Regions from separate parts of the Sus scrofa genome. Here region 2 is linked to region 1. Evidence: chromatin contacts called from public promoter capture Hi-C data. All regions are on one chromosome and are shown on one strand. The core of a region is the stretch at or near the end of the contact, and the rest is flanking DNA. Distances in the headings are between cores, read along the strand shown.

Region 1 (5,036 bases), core at 1,245-3,744:
AACAGACTAGTATCAAAAGTTTAAAAGAATTGGACAGTGTTCTTCTCCCCAACTGGTTTTTTGGATATTGATTATATGGGGATTATCTTGCTATTGTTTAATCAAGCCATGCTTATTTTAAGAGTTACTCAGTTTTCAATAGGTACTTTTACTTTCTAGTCAACTCGCTGTAAGAGGCTTTCCCGGTATCATTGAGGAAAAGGGTGATTGTAACAGGAACAAGTAAAAGTACCCCTAAGTGTGTACACCTTAGCTGCCACACTAAGGTGCACTTTTGAGTTGGATGCTCACAGGGCTGGAAGGCTTTCTAGGCTATCAGAAATCGCTCCAGATTTAGATGCCCACAAATCCTAGGAGGCGTGGCAAAATAAACATGGCTAGATTAAACAATAACACGATAATCCCCACATAATCAATATTCAAGAAACCAGTTGGAGAGAAGAACACTATCCAATTCTTTTAAACCTTTGATACTAGTCTATTTCTTTATACGTCATCACCTTGGTTGTTTTCAGGTGTCTTTGCAAGTTCTTCACATTTTTGTTAAATTCTAAAGGAAACATTATCAATACTTAGCATATTTTATATACCAAATCACATTCATAACAATATCAGTTAGCTACCTAAACCTACCTACCAGAAGGTAGATAGGAGATGAAAAGAAATCCTATTTTCTAAGTGATGGTAGAAAGTAAGGCTTGATCACAGTTAGGGACATCTATCATATTATCTCCAACAATTAATCATACCTTAATCTAGTGGATTAAGTCTAAGTGTCAAGTATCAGACAATCATTAACCAAGCTGTTCTCACTTTCCACATAAAAAGAAGAAACAGGTTTTCAGGACGTGATATTAAGTTATAGTTTTAACTTTAATGGCATTAGATTGGACTAACCAGGGCAAGTGATAGCATTTCTCTCCTTTTAAGGAAAAAGAACCAAATATTTACTATGCAAGTAACTGAGCCAGGATAACATGGGACCGAAGAGGCACTTATAGACATTTCTCTATTTCATCCTTGACACCATCAACACCACCTCTTGTTTAGAAAATAAAGACACGGAGGATCAGAGAGGTTAAAACACTTTCCCGAGATTCACACTAAGTGGCAGGGCCAAATGCAAACCCAAGCTGTTCTGACCAGAAATTCATTTTTCTCCCCAACAGCATATGTCTCTTAGTGGTGTACAACAGAAGAGATGAGGCAGATAAGACCTTCCTACTCCTTGGTTGTTTACTACTGAACAGACTTACGAACACTAGAACTATGCTACCTTGACTTTGTCTCCTGACAACTGATCACTCCATTCTCCAAATTCAACATTTTATGCACAGCTTATCTTGGCACTCAGCCATACTCCATCTGAAAACGTTATGCTAAAAATATTCCTATATTATTTCTGCAAATAATAGTGAAATGCCTTTTATACTTCTATACTCTTCATCAGTGTCACAGCCTCCGCGGTAGATTTGATGTCCTATTTATCTCTGCGTTCCCAGAGCTTAGCAGTATGTTATAGGACAGGTATTCAGTATCCGTTCATTTACAGATACACAATGAAAATGTGACCATAAAGTAACAGAACTTTTCTACCAAGGCTTGGATTTAGTGCCATCTATTTTTAACGATAGTTCCTTACAGATGTTTGGTTGTTGAATTTTATCAATGATCTTACAAAGAGACAGTAAAAACGAAAACAAACCAAAAAAACCCCTAAAATGAGTAGTAAGATTTGGTGCGCTCATATCTGGCTAATGTCAACGTCCTTCAATATTAGCAAGTTTTATCTTCCCGTTTCTTCTGTGCAGTCTTTTCTGTACTGTAGCTTTTACAACCAAGCTGTGCAGTCATAGGGTGAAATACTTTTTAGGTTACCCCTCTACAAGAAAAAGCTATCTGATAAAAAGGAACCCTCTTTACATTTAAGTGATCAAGCCAGAAACAGCCTCCAGGATAAGCAAGATCAGGCCCGCAGAGGCTGTGACTTTTGAAGTGATGCTGATTCCCCTATGGCCACAGGAGAGAGAGCTTTCTTCCAGAGTCTCCTGCCCGAAGCACCAACCTGTGAAGTACTCAACCGACCCCGTGAAATGCCATTCTAAAGCAACAGCTGCTTCTTAAACTGCAAGTGGGGTGGGGGAAGCGAGGCAGGGGCACCCGAGGAAGCAGCGCTCAGACACCTGTTTCTACCAGCACCGCGGTCCCGCGCGCCGCCCGGGGAGACCCACGGCTCCCGAGTCCCAACTCTGTCCCCGGGCGGGTCTGGGGAAGGCTCCGCCTCGGCCACAGCGGCCCCGACACGCCCCCGGCCGCGCCGTCCCCGCCGCCGCGCCCTCACCCCTGCCGCTCGCCGCACCTGCAAGTCCCGCGCGCTCGGGGGCCGCGGCCCCGGCGTCCTCGGCTCTTCCTCGCCCGCCTCGCCGCCACCGCCCTCCGCCATCTTTCACCGGCTCCCGACGCCGCCGCCGACGCGCCTCCCGCGACTTCCGGGGTCGTTGCCTGGCAACCGCGGGGCGGGGCGGGCGGGGCGGTCCCTGCGCGCCCCCGCCTCCCCCAAGGCCCGCGCGCCCCCGCTTCCGGCGCCCGCCCACCTGTCCTGACCCGCTTCTTTCCCAAAAGGAAGTGGCCTCAGAATTTTCTCGCGGAGTAACCTCTTCGTAAACCCAGGTTCCCCAGGTCCCACGCCTGAGGGTGCTCGGAGCCGCCCTGGAGGGCAGCACGGACTGGCGGGTTCTTTTAAACCCACGGTGAAAACGTCCTCTGGATGTTTCATCTGATGAAAGGCGCATCCTTACTTTTCCAGTCTTGGTCACATTCTCTCCTTTCCCTACCAAAGACTGGGTGGCACGGTCGCCCCCGAAGCGTGAATTGGGGTTGAGGAGGAAGAACACAGTAAACGCTCTTTGAGGTCAGGAGACTACTAAATTCTCTTTATTCATCTCAGTTTCATTCAAACTCCTGTCTTATCCCAGGCACTTTTATGCTCCCGGATGCAAAGGTAAAAAGAAGTAGTTCCGATATTTATAAAACTCACAGTCTAGTGGGGGAAAGAGAAATATAAACATAATAAAATGCCATTTGCAGTAGCGCTTTGCAGGGAATGTTATGAGTGGACTGTGGAGTGGGGAGGGGAGTATTCTGCTATGAGCCCCATGCTGGGTGCATTTTATGTGTAATCTCCTCTATCCCTCTGCCAGGTAACCGTATTATACCTGAGGAAACCAAGTTTCAAATAACAGTTTACTCTGTTGTAAGTGACGGTACCAGATACTAAACCTTGCATTTGTTGGTTGTCCCAATATTCTTTTTAGTACAACATTCTGCCTAGAAATCTCTGGCTCTTCTTTACGTCCCACGGAGCCAATGGTATTTTGGCTGACTCTGAAGGATAAGTATTCGTGGTAGACTTTGGACCAGAAGGGACCACAGGGAGAAGCATGTTTGAAATACCATGTTCGTGCTGATAAAGTCCTGCATGGCGAACCTTAGGAGAAGTGACAAAAGAGGCTTGGGGATTGGGGAATGTGGGTGCAGATCTAGACTCAAGATGCAGGCCTAGGAGTGGTGCTAAAGGGTCTTGCTTTAGTGAAGGATGAGGACTACGCCCTGGGGCAGTGATTGTCAAGGCTGATGCACACTAGAAAACCCCTTCCTCCACCCTCTCCCCATCTTAGGAACTCAGATTTAATTAATATGGGGTGACCCCTCAAGCGTCTTTTTTTTTTTTTTTTTTTTTTTTTTTTTTTGTCTTTTTGCATTTTCTAGGGCTGCTTCCATGGCATATGGAGGATACCAGGCTAGGGCTGTAATCGGAGCTGTAGCTGCCGGCTTATGCACAGCCGCAGCAACGAGGGATCCAAGCTGTGTCTGTGACCTACACCACAGCTCACAGCAACGCCAGATCCTTAACCCACTGAGCGAGGCCAGGGATGGAACCCAAAACCTCATGGTTCCTAGTCGGATTCGTTAACCACTGAGCCACGACGGGAACTCCAAGAATCATATTTTTTAAGCTGCTCCCCAGGTGGACTATGCTTCTGACCATGATAGTGTACCTGGTACTGGACTTGCCCTTCCAATCCCAGCAATGAAAAAAGCTAGATGAGATATCTGAAATGATTATTTTCAGACATTGAATCAAAGGCAGCACAGCTCAGATCTGTGCTATGCCAGAGAAGGGAAACAAGCAAGATGAGCTATGTTTGCCCTGGCTTTCTGCCTGGAACTCTCCTACATTGCGGGTGGGAATGTAGAATGCTGCAGCTTCTTTGGAAAATAAAGTTTCTTCTAAAGTTAAATATTCATTTATCATAAGACCTAGCATTGACTCTCCTAAATATTGACCTAAGAGGAATGAAAACATGTTTACAAAGATATTTGTACCATGATGTTCATAGAAGCTTTATTCATAATAGCCCCAAACTGGAAACAATCCAAATGTCCATGCACAATGAATGGATAACACTTTGAGAAATTAGTACAATAGAATACTACTCTACAGTAAAAAGGAAGAAATTACTGATTCAAACGCCATAGATGAAGCTCAAAGATATTATCTTGAGTAAAAGAAGCCAGATGTGAAAGAGTAAATATTGTCTGATTCAATTTTTTTTTTTTTTTTTTTTGTCTTTTTGCCATTTTCTTGAGCCGCTCCCAAGGCATATGGAGGTTCCCAGGCTAGGGTCTAATCGGAGCTGTAGCCACTGGCCTATGCCAGAGCCACAGCAATGTGGGATCCGAGCCGCATCTGCAATCTACACCACAGCTCACAGCAATGCCGGATCCTTAACCCACTGAGCAAGGCCAAAGATTGAACCCGAAACCTCATGGTTCCTAGTTGGATTGTTAACCACTGAGCCATGATGGGAACTCCTATCTGATTCAATTTATATAAAATTCTGGAATAGGCAAAACTGCTGGCAGTAATTTAGGGTCATCTCTTTGGGGAAGGATAAACTTGAAGAATTTGAAAAAGGATACATGGGAACTTTTTGAGATGATGAAAATGTCATATCTTTTTTTGGTGGTGATAG
Region 2 (4,793 bases), core at 716-3,215, 310 kb after region 1:
CGGGACTGTGTTCCTGTCTTCACAGATCCGCTAGACACAGTACATAAGAATACACAGAACAGCTCCTCACTCATAAGCAAAACGACCCAACCTCAATGCTCTAAGAGTAAACCACAGACTTAAAACCGACCATGACTGGAAAGACCTGGGATGAAAAAAAAAAAAAAAAAAAAAAACAAAAAAAAAACCCAGACAACCATTTTCCAAACAGAAAAAAAAAAAAAAAAAAAAAAAAAACAAAACAAAAAAAAAACACATGGACTGACAATAAAAATTAAAAAGAAAACCAGCGGCTACTTACCTAGGGGGGGTGTTGCAGGTACTATTCTAAACTCTGCAGATTACCGTGTTGACAAAATACCATGGACGGTAACACCACAGATTAAATACTAGAGGGTAAAGCAACTGGAATGTCACCCCAGGAAGAACTCTGGCTTACCATTAACTCACCCCTTTGTCAAAATAACCTTAATTAATAGCTCATCTGAATGACCAGAGGTGGCCATGTCACAAAATACATACGTACAAGTATTTCCCATGGAATGACTCTAAGTGTAAATTGGGGGGGAAAGGCTAAATAAATAGCTTTACAGCCAACAAGGGAAACAGAGAAAACGGAAGTCATACCATTTATACCGCAAATATGCTTATTTTACTATCCTGTTCCCCTTCTCAAAATCCTCAAAATCAGACCCGTGTGTAGTCCTTACGACGCCAGCCACGCAATGTTGTCACAGATGCGTGCCAGATTTCGCACAGTAAAAAATGCGAAGTTAGCTTGTATCTCGAGCGGGAAAGAAAGCCTGCTTATTTTTATGGCTCAATAAATCTAAACACCAACTTGAAAGGGTTAAAAAAAGCAGGGCACCAGGTGCTGGCTTTCCACTTTGCCGAGTGATTTAAGCGTGCAGCAAAGTTCCTGCCGCTTCCCCACCAGCCTGCATGGAGGGAGAGCTGTCACTGCCAGGGACATTGCAGCTCCTGGCTGAGCAGCGGGCTCCGCGCCTTCCCGCAACCCGCAACCGCCCTGCGGCCAAGTTCCGAGTTCCGTGGGGGTGGTGGGGACACGAGTGAGCTGAGGACAATTTAATTCTGTTTCAATTCCCTCCGCTTTCAAAGAAAGTCCAGACAACTGAGACCATGGATGGAGCTGGAGGGAGGAACCAAAAACAAACTTTCGGAGCCTCTGAATCTGCATTTCTTGCAAGAATTCTCCGCCAGCGATTACAGGCTACCTAAGACTCGGCACCCGAGCTGAGAGGCCACTCGAGGAGCCCCGGCCCGGTGGGTCCCCAGCCCTCGCCGACCCCCCCTCTTCCGTGGGAACCCCCCAACCTCGCCACGCACGCCCATCCCCTGCTCGGCCTCCCCGCCGCTCCGGGGCCCCCATCCAGGGCCCGGGGGGCGCGGGCAGGGCAGTGGTCCCGCGCTCCGGCTCGCGGCCCGAAACACCGGCCCGGGTCGGTCCGGGCCATGCGGCCCCCGGGCCCAGAGGAACCGACACCCAGGCCGCCGGGAGGCGGCAGGGGCGGACCCGACAACTCTGCGGCCGCGCGCGGCGTCGGCATTGTCCGCGATCGGGGCGCGGCGCGGTGCGGCTCCCCCGACCAGGTCCCCGACAGGCCCCGGCCATCCCTCCCCGGCCCCCGGCCCAGTCTTACCTCGGCCGCGCTCCGGGCCGCGAGCGGTGCGGCCCGAGCAGGGCGCCGGGCTCCGGCGAACGGCGTGGAGGGAGAGTCCGGGCCGGCGAGGGACGAGGGCCGGGCCGCCGGGGCTGCTGGAGGGCGGAGCGAGGACGGGGACTGCCGAGGGGGCGCGGGACGCGGGCGGCGGAGGGCCGGACTGGCGGCGGCCGCGGCAGCTCGGGCTGCACAGAGTGGGAGGGCTCGGGCTGCCTTCGCCAGAGAGCGAGGGAGGGAACTCGGAGCGCGGTGCCGGCGCCCAGAGCGCGTGTCCCCAGGAGTGTGCACGCCCCCCGGGGCGCTCCGCCCCTGTCTCCACCCCCTCCCGCACCCCCACTTCTAGTCCCCTCCCCCACCCCGTCCCCGCCCCTCACTCCCACTCCAACCCCCTCCCCACCTCCAACTCACCCCCACTCTCTCCCCAGGCGAGAATCGCTGGATCCCAACTGCCAAGAAACCCCAGACCTGGAGCCTGTTTGTGAAAGTGATAACCCATCAGTCAACCCTCCAGAAGGTCCTGGTGCCTGAAGACATTCTCTGTTGACTAACTCATATACTCAGATGGACAGTCTTGGTATTTGTAGACTAAATTTCTGCAGACATTTATGAGTCTAAAAAAGGTTTGAAGAAGACGATGAAGAACATAGAAAAAAATGTCTAACACAATATACAGTCCCTAGAGTATGGGCCAACTGATGTTTCAAAATTAAGTAAACCCTTGAGGATGCATCTTTATTCATCTCATAAAGCATGGTTTGGTATTGCTTTTTGTTTAGATTTGCTTAGTAACTTGGTTGGGGTTTTGAGGGTTTTATTGTTTTAGGAAGATTAAACCCATTCTAGTTTAATTTTTGCAACTAAGAATTCGAAAAGATAAAATCTATATTTATCAAAATGGTTGAATTTGAATGAGATGCAAACATAAGTATTTCTGTAAAATATGTAGCAAAACTTTATTTTATATCTTTAGTACCTTTGGAATACAGTTGCCCTCATCCCATTTTCTGAGAAAGAGCATCTGTATTTGAACTGTGTGACTCTGTTCCATTCTAGTTCAGAAATTATCACATAAATAAAACTCAGGCTCCCCATAATGGATTTTTGGCTATTTACAGGAGAACCATTTTAAGAAAGTGACATGATCCTGGGTTTTCAATGGAACTTTCCTTTGGCATACTAATGCATTCCATGTGATCACAGATTCTGTTGTGGTCTCCATGAACTCCCAAAATCATGTTACAAAATGAAGTTCCTTTTCATCATTCCCATAGCAAATGGAACCAGCTTCTCTCACTCCAAAGAAGTCTATTTAAAAAAAAAAAATTAACTTCTTTGCCCCAGTGTCTTCCTTTTTGGGGATTGCTCCCTGCTGTTTTGTGATACACGCTGTCTCTGCCATCACAAGGGCACGTGACCCAGGCCTGCCAATCAGAGTGCCTCTCATTCCCTGGCACTAAGGGGAAGGGGGCTGGCACAGGTCCTAGTGGAGGGAGGGTCCTTTTTCTGAACTGGTGTGGCAGCTTTCTTTCAAGGCCAGACCATGTAAGCCTGCAGCAGCTGGAGGCAGCCTGTTAGAGAAGAAAGCCAATCTAGAAGAAAACCAACAGAGCAACAGAAACAGGTAGCATCCTGATGACAGGAACAAGCCCCTCCAGGCAGCTGCTCTCTGGAAACCCTTCAAAATTTCTGGACTTTGGAGGAAAGGCACTGGTAAAGTATCTTTTTAGCTTATTCTATTTCGAGCTAGGTTGCTTTCCAAAATACTCACTGGTGAAGCCGTGAAAGATTCCCAAATGATCCAGGCTCTGAATATTAGGAGTTGTAGCTTCTGTCACATAAATTGCTTCTTTGTAATAGACTATATGCCGAGAAGGTCACTTAGCAGGAAGCCCTACCTTGTGATAGGACTAAGGGTATCATTTAGGGTATTACTGTTACCCAGGGTAGAATTTATATTTTCACATTGTCCTTCTGCAAACCAAAAATTAATAAAAGATGTGGTTAGAAAATCAGAGATAAGATAGTAACATGTCTAAACTGGACTATCCCCATGGATGTTTTTGTGTTATCATTTATTCCAATAAAAGTTACCTTCATCAGTCTTGATATTTGCTGAATAGGACCTTTCCTTTTTTTCTGGACTGACAGTTGGAGGGTCTGCTACAAACTTTCAGGAACTGCTGAAATTGGTCTGTCGTGCTGGAATTTTATTGTTCAGGAGAAGTGGGCCATTGGCCAATGCTTGGAATTCTTCTGTCTCACAGAGATTTTTGTCTCTAGAAGTATGTAACAGTATTTGACTAGTACCCTAAACAAGCATCCTTACACTAATCACTGTGTTGCTTAACCATGACTCACAGGTCACTGTGAGCAGTAGGAGTGCTGTTGGCCGGAGGGTGGGCTGGATGGACCTTGCTTTGAGCCTTGGGTGTCTTGTGGGAACTCTGATCCCAGTTTGGAGATTTCTCCAGTCTTCCTTCACACAGGTATATACCATGTTGCATGGACAGCTAGTGAAATTTCATGTATAAAAGCTCATGAGCTGAATAATAACATAGCATCAACGGATCTGAGCCCCAGCAAAGAACAATATAAGGAGGTGACCCAACTCTAGAAACATGACAGGGTAACTTAGAAGGAAAAGCCAAAAAAAAAAAAAAATTAGTTCTGGAATCTGAGACCCAATGCTGATTGACACTTGTTCAAGTGACTGGCTATGATTCCCCAGTGAAAATGTCAATCAAATACCTGGAGCTTTCCCGCATCCACGTGCCAGATCCATGTGGTGCCTGTGCCATTTCCTTACCCAAGTGCTCTTAGAGAGGTACAGCATCTCTCAGTTGACCTGGGCTCCAACAACCCCATCTGTCCCAAACCCACCCGGAAACATGGCATAAGACACTGGTCTTCAAACCCAGAAACAGAATTGCCTGAATACCCCTAAGGACACCAGTTCTCCAGGTTGTGGGGAGGAGGAATAGGCACATCTACTTAAAAAATTTCCCTGAGAGGCTGTGATGCTCAGCCAGGGTGAAGGTGAATGAGATCCATGAATAAGTGCTCTTAATTCCACAGGAAAAGACTTGAGAAGCCCTCTGATCAGACGTGCTC

Evidence for each region. Promoter capture Hi-C pulls out the DNA fragments that hold promoters and counts their contacts.
Region 2: a contact with region 1 is called in a promoter capture Hi-C map of fetal liver, with 4 times the contacts expected there. The contact joins the promoter of FAM110B here to the promoter of UBXN2B in region 1. A contact is called at or near these places in 2 of 5 promoter capture datasets (fetal liver and liver), 7 of 47 Hi-C or Micro-C datasets (embryonic fibroblasts, fetal liver, mesenteric adipose tissue and 4 more) and 1 of 2 datasets of contacts at active chromatin or transcription factors (skeletal muscle).

The regions. Positions count from the first base shown.
Region 1 is chr4:74,435,156-74,440,191 of Sscrofa11.1, forward strand. UBXN2B (UBX domain-containing protein 2B) reads right to left here and starts at 2,495. Exons shown (of 8, transcript XM_001924982.7): 1 at 2,360-2,495. The coding sequence starts at 2,443.
Region 2 is chr4:74,744,023-74,748,815 of Sscrofa11.1, forward strand. FAM110B (protein FAM110B) reads right to left here and starts at 1,966. Exons shown (of 4, transcript XM_013988070.2): 1 at 1,662-1,966. It overlaps LOC110260291 (a long non-coding RNA gene), which reads left to right and starts at 1,157. Exons shown (of 2, transcript XR_002343316.1): 1 at 1,157-1,284; 2 at 2,108-2,568.